Linked DNA regions of Salmo salar: region 2 is linked to region 1. Evidence: chromatin contacts called from public Hi-C data. All regions are on one chromosome and are shown on one strand. The core of a region is the stretch at or near the end of the contact, and the rest is flanking DNA. Distances in the headings are between cores, read along the strand shown. Region 1 holds the start of LOC106604296 (cytoplasmic polyadenylation element-binding protein 4). Region 2 holds the start of atp6v0e1 (ATPase H+ transporting V0 subunit e1).

What was found. A called contact is a pair of places that touch in the nucleus more often than the background predicts.
Region 2: a Hi-C map of blood shows a contact between it and region 1, with 4 times the contacts expected there. The contact joins the promoter of atp6v0e1 here to the promoter of LOC106604296 in region 1. A contact is called at or near these places in 2 of 3 Hi-C or Micro-C datasets (blood and gill).

The regions. Positions count from the first base shown.
Region 1 is chrssa05:13,815,066-13,818,419 of Ssal_v3.1, forward strand. It overlaps LOC106604296 (cytoplasmic polyadenylation element-binding protein 4), which reads right to left and starts at 1,911. Exons shown (of 13, transcript XM_045717915.1): 1 at 1,764-1,911; 2 at 374-725; 3 at 1-371. The coding sequence starts at 469.
Region 2 is chrssa05:13,964,111-13,967,897 of Ssal_v3.1, forward strand. atp6v0e1 (ATPase H+ transporting V0 subunit e1) reads right to left here and starts at 1,391. Exons shown (of 4, transcript XM_045717917.1): 1 at 1,128-1,391; 2 at 638-685. The coding sequence starts at 1,231. It overlaps LOC100194649 (ribosomal protein L26), which reads right to left. Exons shown (of 4, transcript NM_001245841.1): 4 at 2,882-3,047. The coding sequence ends at 2,919.

The sequences.
Region 1 (3,354 bases), core at 661-3,160:
CCCAGGCTGTCCTGGTAGTCAAACCCCCCCAGCACCGGAGGGGAGTCCATCCCACCCCTAAGCTTCTCCTTCCCACCGGTCTCCAACGAGCCCTTCTCCATGGAGCCGTCCTCGGGAAGGATTCCATCCAGCTCCCCTAGGCCACCTCCGGCCTCTTGCTGCCCAGGGGAGACGGCCTGCGGCTGGGCCTTCTCCTGCAGGTCCTGGAGGTCCAGGGCTTTGGACTTGTCGGAGTCAAGGATCTCATCCTGCATGTTACTGTGGGGTGTTACGGAGGGGAACAGCCAGGCGCTACCCCCTCCATTGGTGGCCGAGGTGCTGTTGACGAATGAAGGGGGGCTGGGGGGGTTGGCGGGGTGATTGAGGTGGGGGGCTGGGGTTGGAGGTGAGGAGGGATCCTCACAGGGAAAGCAGACTTGTTGCCACTGCCGTTATTCTTCACCAGGACTCCGAAGCCGTAGTCGTCCATTTATGAATCCCGGGGTAAAGCCGATGTTTCCTCCTCAACTTGGTTCTTCTTATCTCAGTGTCTTCTAGGCCTATTTCCTACTGTATAACATGGGGAGGGAAGGAGAGGAGTGCGGGAGAGAGGGAGGAATTGAAGGGAGAAAGGGGGTGAGGGAGAGGACAGGAGTGAAGGCATGCGCGAGAAAGCAAGGGGAGGGAAAGGTGATGTAGGGAAAACAGTGGGTGAGGTAAAAAGGGGGAGATGGGTGAGAAGCGGACTAGACAGGGTCGAGGGAGGGGGAGAGAGGGTCGAGGGAGGGGGGGAGAGAGGGTCGAGGGAGGGGGGAGAGAGGGTCGAGGGGGGGAGACAGGGGGGGACATAAATACAAAGGCTATCATTCCACAATTTGATCCTACAGGCCATCCAAAACAACACCAGCCTTGCCAACTGCAGTGACTTTGCTGCAACTGCAGACTGCTAGTGATGTAACAATGAGATTAAATCATTGACTCGCTCAGCCACAGTAGGCCAAGACTACATGATAAAATAACAGACTTAGCATAGCAGTAGCACTAGCAGGCCACAACAGAAAACACCTGAGTTAACCTGCGTAGGTTAGCTGCGGTAGAAGCACATAGCACCAAGCAGGCTGGCTACGCTATTAGTTGACGTTTCTCTTCCCAAAGGTCGTTATGTGGCTAGCAAGCTAACAGCTGCTGCATTGGGCTCCATGTGCCCTGTCAATCAAACACATTATGATCATCAGTGTTGGTCTATATGAGGTCTATATGCAGTGTGGTGTGTGTCTATGCCCGTGCGTTAAAATGAAGGTAAATACACCAACACCTACCGAATATCTAGATTTTTTTCTGCAATGACCTCCTCCGTCGCGACCAGTTAAAGAAGAAAATACTGGTGACGTTTCTTGTCTATGCTGAATCTAGGGTAGCCTAGTTCCCCGTATACAAGCCGCTAGGCTAGGGTAATAGCCGACAAGCTACTACAGTAGATACATTGTAGCCGAGCAATCGAAGCAGATAGGCAACAATGTCGATGACAAATGAAACAATGTATCCGAAAATTCAACCGACAGCGATACACGGGCTGGATCTGCGGTGATATTGGTATTAAATGGTGTGTGTATCTTTAAACGACCTCGTCGGTTTCGTGTCCTGTGTGTTCAATGTCATAGCTTAGCACCAATCGTTGTCGTCATAATTTTTGTGCAATTCTAAACTACGGGTATAAACATGAGTGCATTTCTCTGGTACGACATTACATTTCTGTAACGGATTCTATATCGTGCATTATGTACCTCTAAATTGTCGTCATGTCCTTATGGTTCCTAGATGTTGCCATATTTCATCTTTTTTCAATTTTCTGCATTTCCAAGTCAACCGGTACGAATGGTCTCTTCTAGTCGATGACAGCTGGGCCAGTAGGGAGACACTTCCGACTCATAACCCCGCCCCCTCCTCCAACTCCCACCCACAGACTGCAAGGGTTTCCCTCTGCGGCCTCGCCCCTTTCCACAGATGAATGGCGTTTAATTGGATATGTGTGGGTAAACCACACCCATCTCACGCCTTTTCAATGAAATAGCACTGCGTTCAAGACGTTCTCAGCCCAAATAAGGATGTTGAGAAATTCATGGGTGGAGTTCCACATGCAGGCAAATAATGCACAAAATTCAAACTAGATGTATTTTATACATTCAGTACTCCCTGCATTTAAAAATCTAGTCAGTCAAGACTTCTGTGTGATATTCATCTATGATTAAACGGGTTTATTAAACACATTTAAACACAAGAAAAAGGCAAGATAAGAGGCCAATCTTGACTCAGCAAGCACATTTTGTTCCTTTGAAGTTTCCTATTGGTTGTGGGAATGAAGTCATACATTTCCTGACGGTAAAACTGAACTTTTTTAAACATTCTGAGAACTGAAAGTTTTCATTAATGTTCTGAGAACGGAAATTCTAGGTTATTTGAAGGTAACAAAATAATGTTCTGAGGACATGTTTCAACAAGACAGCTAGCATAGGTTAACTGTTTTGGCACCTAAAACCCTCACAAGCTTTTAAAGATGCACAACTGACAGCCTCCTGCCGGGCTGTATCCCCGCCTGGTAACAACTGCACCGCCCGCAACCGCAGGGTTCTCGAGAGGGTGGTGTGGTCTGCCCAACGTATCACCGGGGGCAAACTACCTGCCCTCCAGGACACCTACAGCACCCAATGTCACAGGAAGGCCAAAAAGATCATCAAGGACAACAACCACTGCCTGTTCACCCCGCTATCATCCAGAAGGCGAGGTTGGTACAGGTGCATCAAATCTGGGACTGAGAGACTGAAAAACAGCTTCTATCTCAAGGCCATCAGACTGTTAAATAGCCATCACTAGCGCATTAGAGGCTGCTGCCCTATATACATAGACTTGAAATCACTGACCATTTTATAATGGAACACTAGTCACTTTAATAGTGTTTACATATTTTGCATTACTCATCTCATATATACTGTATTCTATCCTACTGTATGTTAGTCTATGCCGCTCTGACACTGCTCGTCCAAATATTTATATATTCTTAATTCCGTTACTTTAGATTTGTGTGTATTGTTAGATATTACTGCACTGTTGGAGCTAGAAACGCAAGCATTTTGCTACACCTGCTAAATACGTGTATGTGACCAATACAATTTGAACTCCAAGCACAGATAGGACACATTGAAATTCATTTGCTTAGCCATTAATCATGCAAACACATGTATTTTTTATTGTGGCACAGCGTCAGTGTCAGTGAGACTTGAACTTATGTTCTCTATCCATGGAGTTACTCCACTGCGCCACAAGGATGGAGCTAGCATGTCATGTTTCATTTTAGTCTATTCAAACAGACCCCATTTC
Region 2 (3,787 bases), core at 141-2,640, 150 kb after region 1:
CCCTGGGATCATTTAACTACAATACCCTGGGATCATTTAACTACAATACCCTGGGATCATTTAACTACAATACTCTGGGATCATTTAACTACCGTACAAGCAACAGGTGTACTCTAGGCCTACACTTATTTTCTCTAACCGGCAAAACCGACCATGATCAACTTTCAGCTTGTCTACATTTGTGACAGACTGGTAAGCACTATGTATTGATGTTGGGGCATTGAAATCGAGCTGCAATTGGAGAATAACCTAAGGGTAAAGTGTTCTCTCTCTGTGCCTATGTGGGACATATGCATAGCACATAACTATCTCCAAATATAAGCTAATAGTCCAGTTTCACACTTTCATGGAAAGCAACTTAGCTAGGCCCAACATTATGCATGATGCAAGACTCAAACACACAACACTGGGGTGTAATCAATACGAGTTTCTAGTCAACAAATTCAGGTAGGTCCCTCACAGTTTTGTTCCGTTTGCTCTGTTTGGTTCATAAACAGTAAACGGTTTCCGTAATGAATACACCCCTGATGTTGCCTGCCTGCACCTTGTGCCAACCAACTGAGCCAAATAAATATAAGAAGGGCCCTCAGTGATACTGTGAAATATTCTGCTACATTCCTGAGAGGACTATACTTACAACAGGTAGCAGCAGACAGCAGTTAGCACCAACATTGTAACTATCACTCTGTGGGGGGGGAGAGAGAGGCATTATTCCACTGGGCCAAAACATTACTACAAAGTAGTAACAAGACATTAGGCTATACATTTGTACCACTACAAAAAACATGACTCATATCTATGGTTTATTATGACGCGTGTTCATTTCTCAGATGTACTACTAGACCTAGTTCATGCAGATAGGGCTTCATCATGCCAACTTGAGTCACCTGCAAGTGACAGAGCAGATGGGCACTAGACATGGACTGGGGAAGTTCCAAAATGACATCTTGATTTGTCTATATTCCATTACATTTTTATCCAACAAGGACAAAGAAGTTTAAAAACATTGTCAAATGTTAAAGTTTATTCTAGTTAAAACTAGAGCTTACTACTAACTTTTCTTGTTAGCAACATGTAAGTTAGCTAGATAGTGTTTTTCTATCATGTTAGCTAGCTAATATACTTACCCTCTGTTCGGTCCTTTGGGGATAAACCACGGCACAACTCCACCAATAATCCCCCAAAACAGAGTCATTACCGACATGGGAATTACAAAACTAAGCGCCGCCATGTCTGTCTTTGTAAATAGCTTTAAAAGTAGAGAAAGTAAACGTATACACTTGGCAACGCGACTCAACGCCAAAATAGCGAAGTGTTGCCGGACTAGGAAGTATGGATCACATGATGTCGCCACAGTAAACTGGGCGTGTGGCGGTAGCAAAAGAGTTTCATAAACTGATCCTAGACCAGTGTTTTCTCGAGGAAACTGATCCTATGGGAACATTTTGTTTTTGTAGGGTTTTTGGATAAACGCCGAAAATAAGGTCTGTGGTAACACAGGCTTATATCTTATACATTTTGTTCTATGAGATAGGCGTCATCACCTAACGTTACTTTTTGTGAATTTTGAAGCATTTACGTAATAAAAACACAAAGAACATAAAAGGCTTAATAATTCATAAAATAAATGTTAACTGGCTGATATTATCTCATAGAAACAAAAAGTATAAGATCTCCTAAACCTCAAAACTCTATTCTTTCCACATTCATTTTCCACATAGGAATGGCTGAACGAACCAGAGATATATTTTCCGGTTTTTAGGACTACAAGCTGACGAGCTCTATTCTCTCTTCGTTATTACACGAAGTCTAAAGCCATCCAACTATTTCATTCATGCAAACCTTTACATTTTCCTTGGCTAAAGCTTGGGTTTGTATAGGCAAAACACTGCCCGTTTAGTGCTAAATTAACAGTCCAGTGCTAAATTGATACGGTTTAACATTTAGATTAGATCATGATATCAGGGGATACAGATGATCCTAAATCAGCACTCATACAGTAACCACGTTTCCATCCACACTTTTTATGCGAATAAAGTCAAAACTTATTAAAACCAAGAAGTGTTGGTACAATCTTATTGGTACAATCTTGGTACAATCTTCGTCAGACGGAGGTGTCTTTTCGTGTCGGTAAAATGTGTTATGCGACAAATTGCGGTGGAAACCTTTTTATGCGCAAATATTGATATACCATCATATCGAACTAAACTTGTCAAGCGATGGCATGTTGTGTGGTCCTCCCACTACAACTCGGGAAAGCATGCTCCCGAGTGGCACAGCGGTAAAACATTGCATCTCAGTGCTGTGTCACTAAAGACACTGGTTCGATTCCAGGCTGTATCACAACCGGCCCTGATTGGGAGTCCCATAGGGCGGCGCACAATTGGCCCAGCGTCGTCCGGGGTATGCCGTCAATGTAAATATTTTTTACTGACTTGCCTAGTTAAATAACATTTGGCTAGATTAAATACATTATGAACTTCACAGGGGGTGGTGAAAGTGCACGATGATATTGATGCTCCTATTCAATAAATATCAATGGTCTTAATCTAGTGACATGATCGATGTTTGAAAAACAGTCTTGCACTTATCCATAATAATCTCAATATGTAGACTAGCCAACCCACACAGTATCTGTGAGTGCAGGTGCCAAGACCAGAGTAGGCACATTTGCTATTTAACGCAAGTTTGACAAAACTATCCGTAGAGTTCAAAATGTGATGTAAACACATTGAACTTTTGATTTTTATTCAGGACATGAAAACGTAATTGGAAAAGAAAATTGTGTGCACAAAGATTGTGAACCATCATGCAATCAGGCTGGTTCCACCATGCTAAACCAGAGTAACTTTAATACTTCCATTTACGACAGACAATGAAATTGATTTGTACAGCAGTTTATTGTAAGCAATAGATTTTCACTCTGCCATCTTCTCAATGGTTTCCTCCTTGTATTTGCCCTTCTCCTTTCCGTCAGCGCGGGACTTGGCCTTACGCTCCAGGATCTTCTTGCGATCCTTGTCCAGCTTTAGCCTGGTGATCACAACCTGGGAGGGAAGAGGGAAAAGACAGATGTGAGGATTTATTCTAGGTCGACTTCGATAAAAACAGTGGTGAAAACCGATTGTGAACCCCAAAATGAATTCCTCTTCACGAAGAAACATCTCAGCCCCAATACTAGTTAAACTACACCATGAAGAAACATCTCAGCCCCAATACTAGTCAAACTATACCATGAAGAAACATCTCAGCCCCAATACTAGTCAAACTATACCATGAAGAAACATCTCAGCCCCAATACTAGTCAAACTATTCCATGAAGAAACATCTCAGCCCCAATACTAGTCAAACTATACCATGAAGAAACATCTCAGCCCCAATACTAGTCAAACTATACCATGAAGAAACATCTCAGCCCCAATACTAGTCAAACTATACCATGAAGAAACATCTCAGCCCCAATACTAGTCAAACTATACCATGAAGAAACATCTCAGCCCCAATACTAGTCAAACTATTCCATGAAGAAACATCTCAGCCCCAATACTAGTCAAACTATACCATGAAGAAACATCTCAGCCCCAATACTAGTCAAACTATACCATGAAGAAACATCTCAGCCCCAATACTAGTTAAACTATACCATGAAGAAACATCTCAGCCCCAATACTAGTTAAACTATACCATGAAGAAACATCTCAGCCCCAATACTAGTCAAACTACACCATGAAGAAACATCTCAGCCCCAATACTAGTCAAACTATACCATGAAGAAACATCTCAGCCC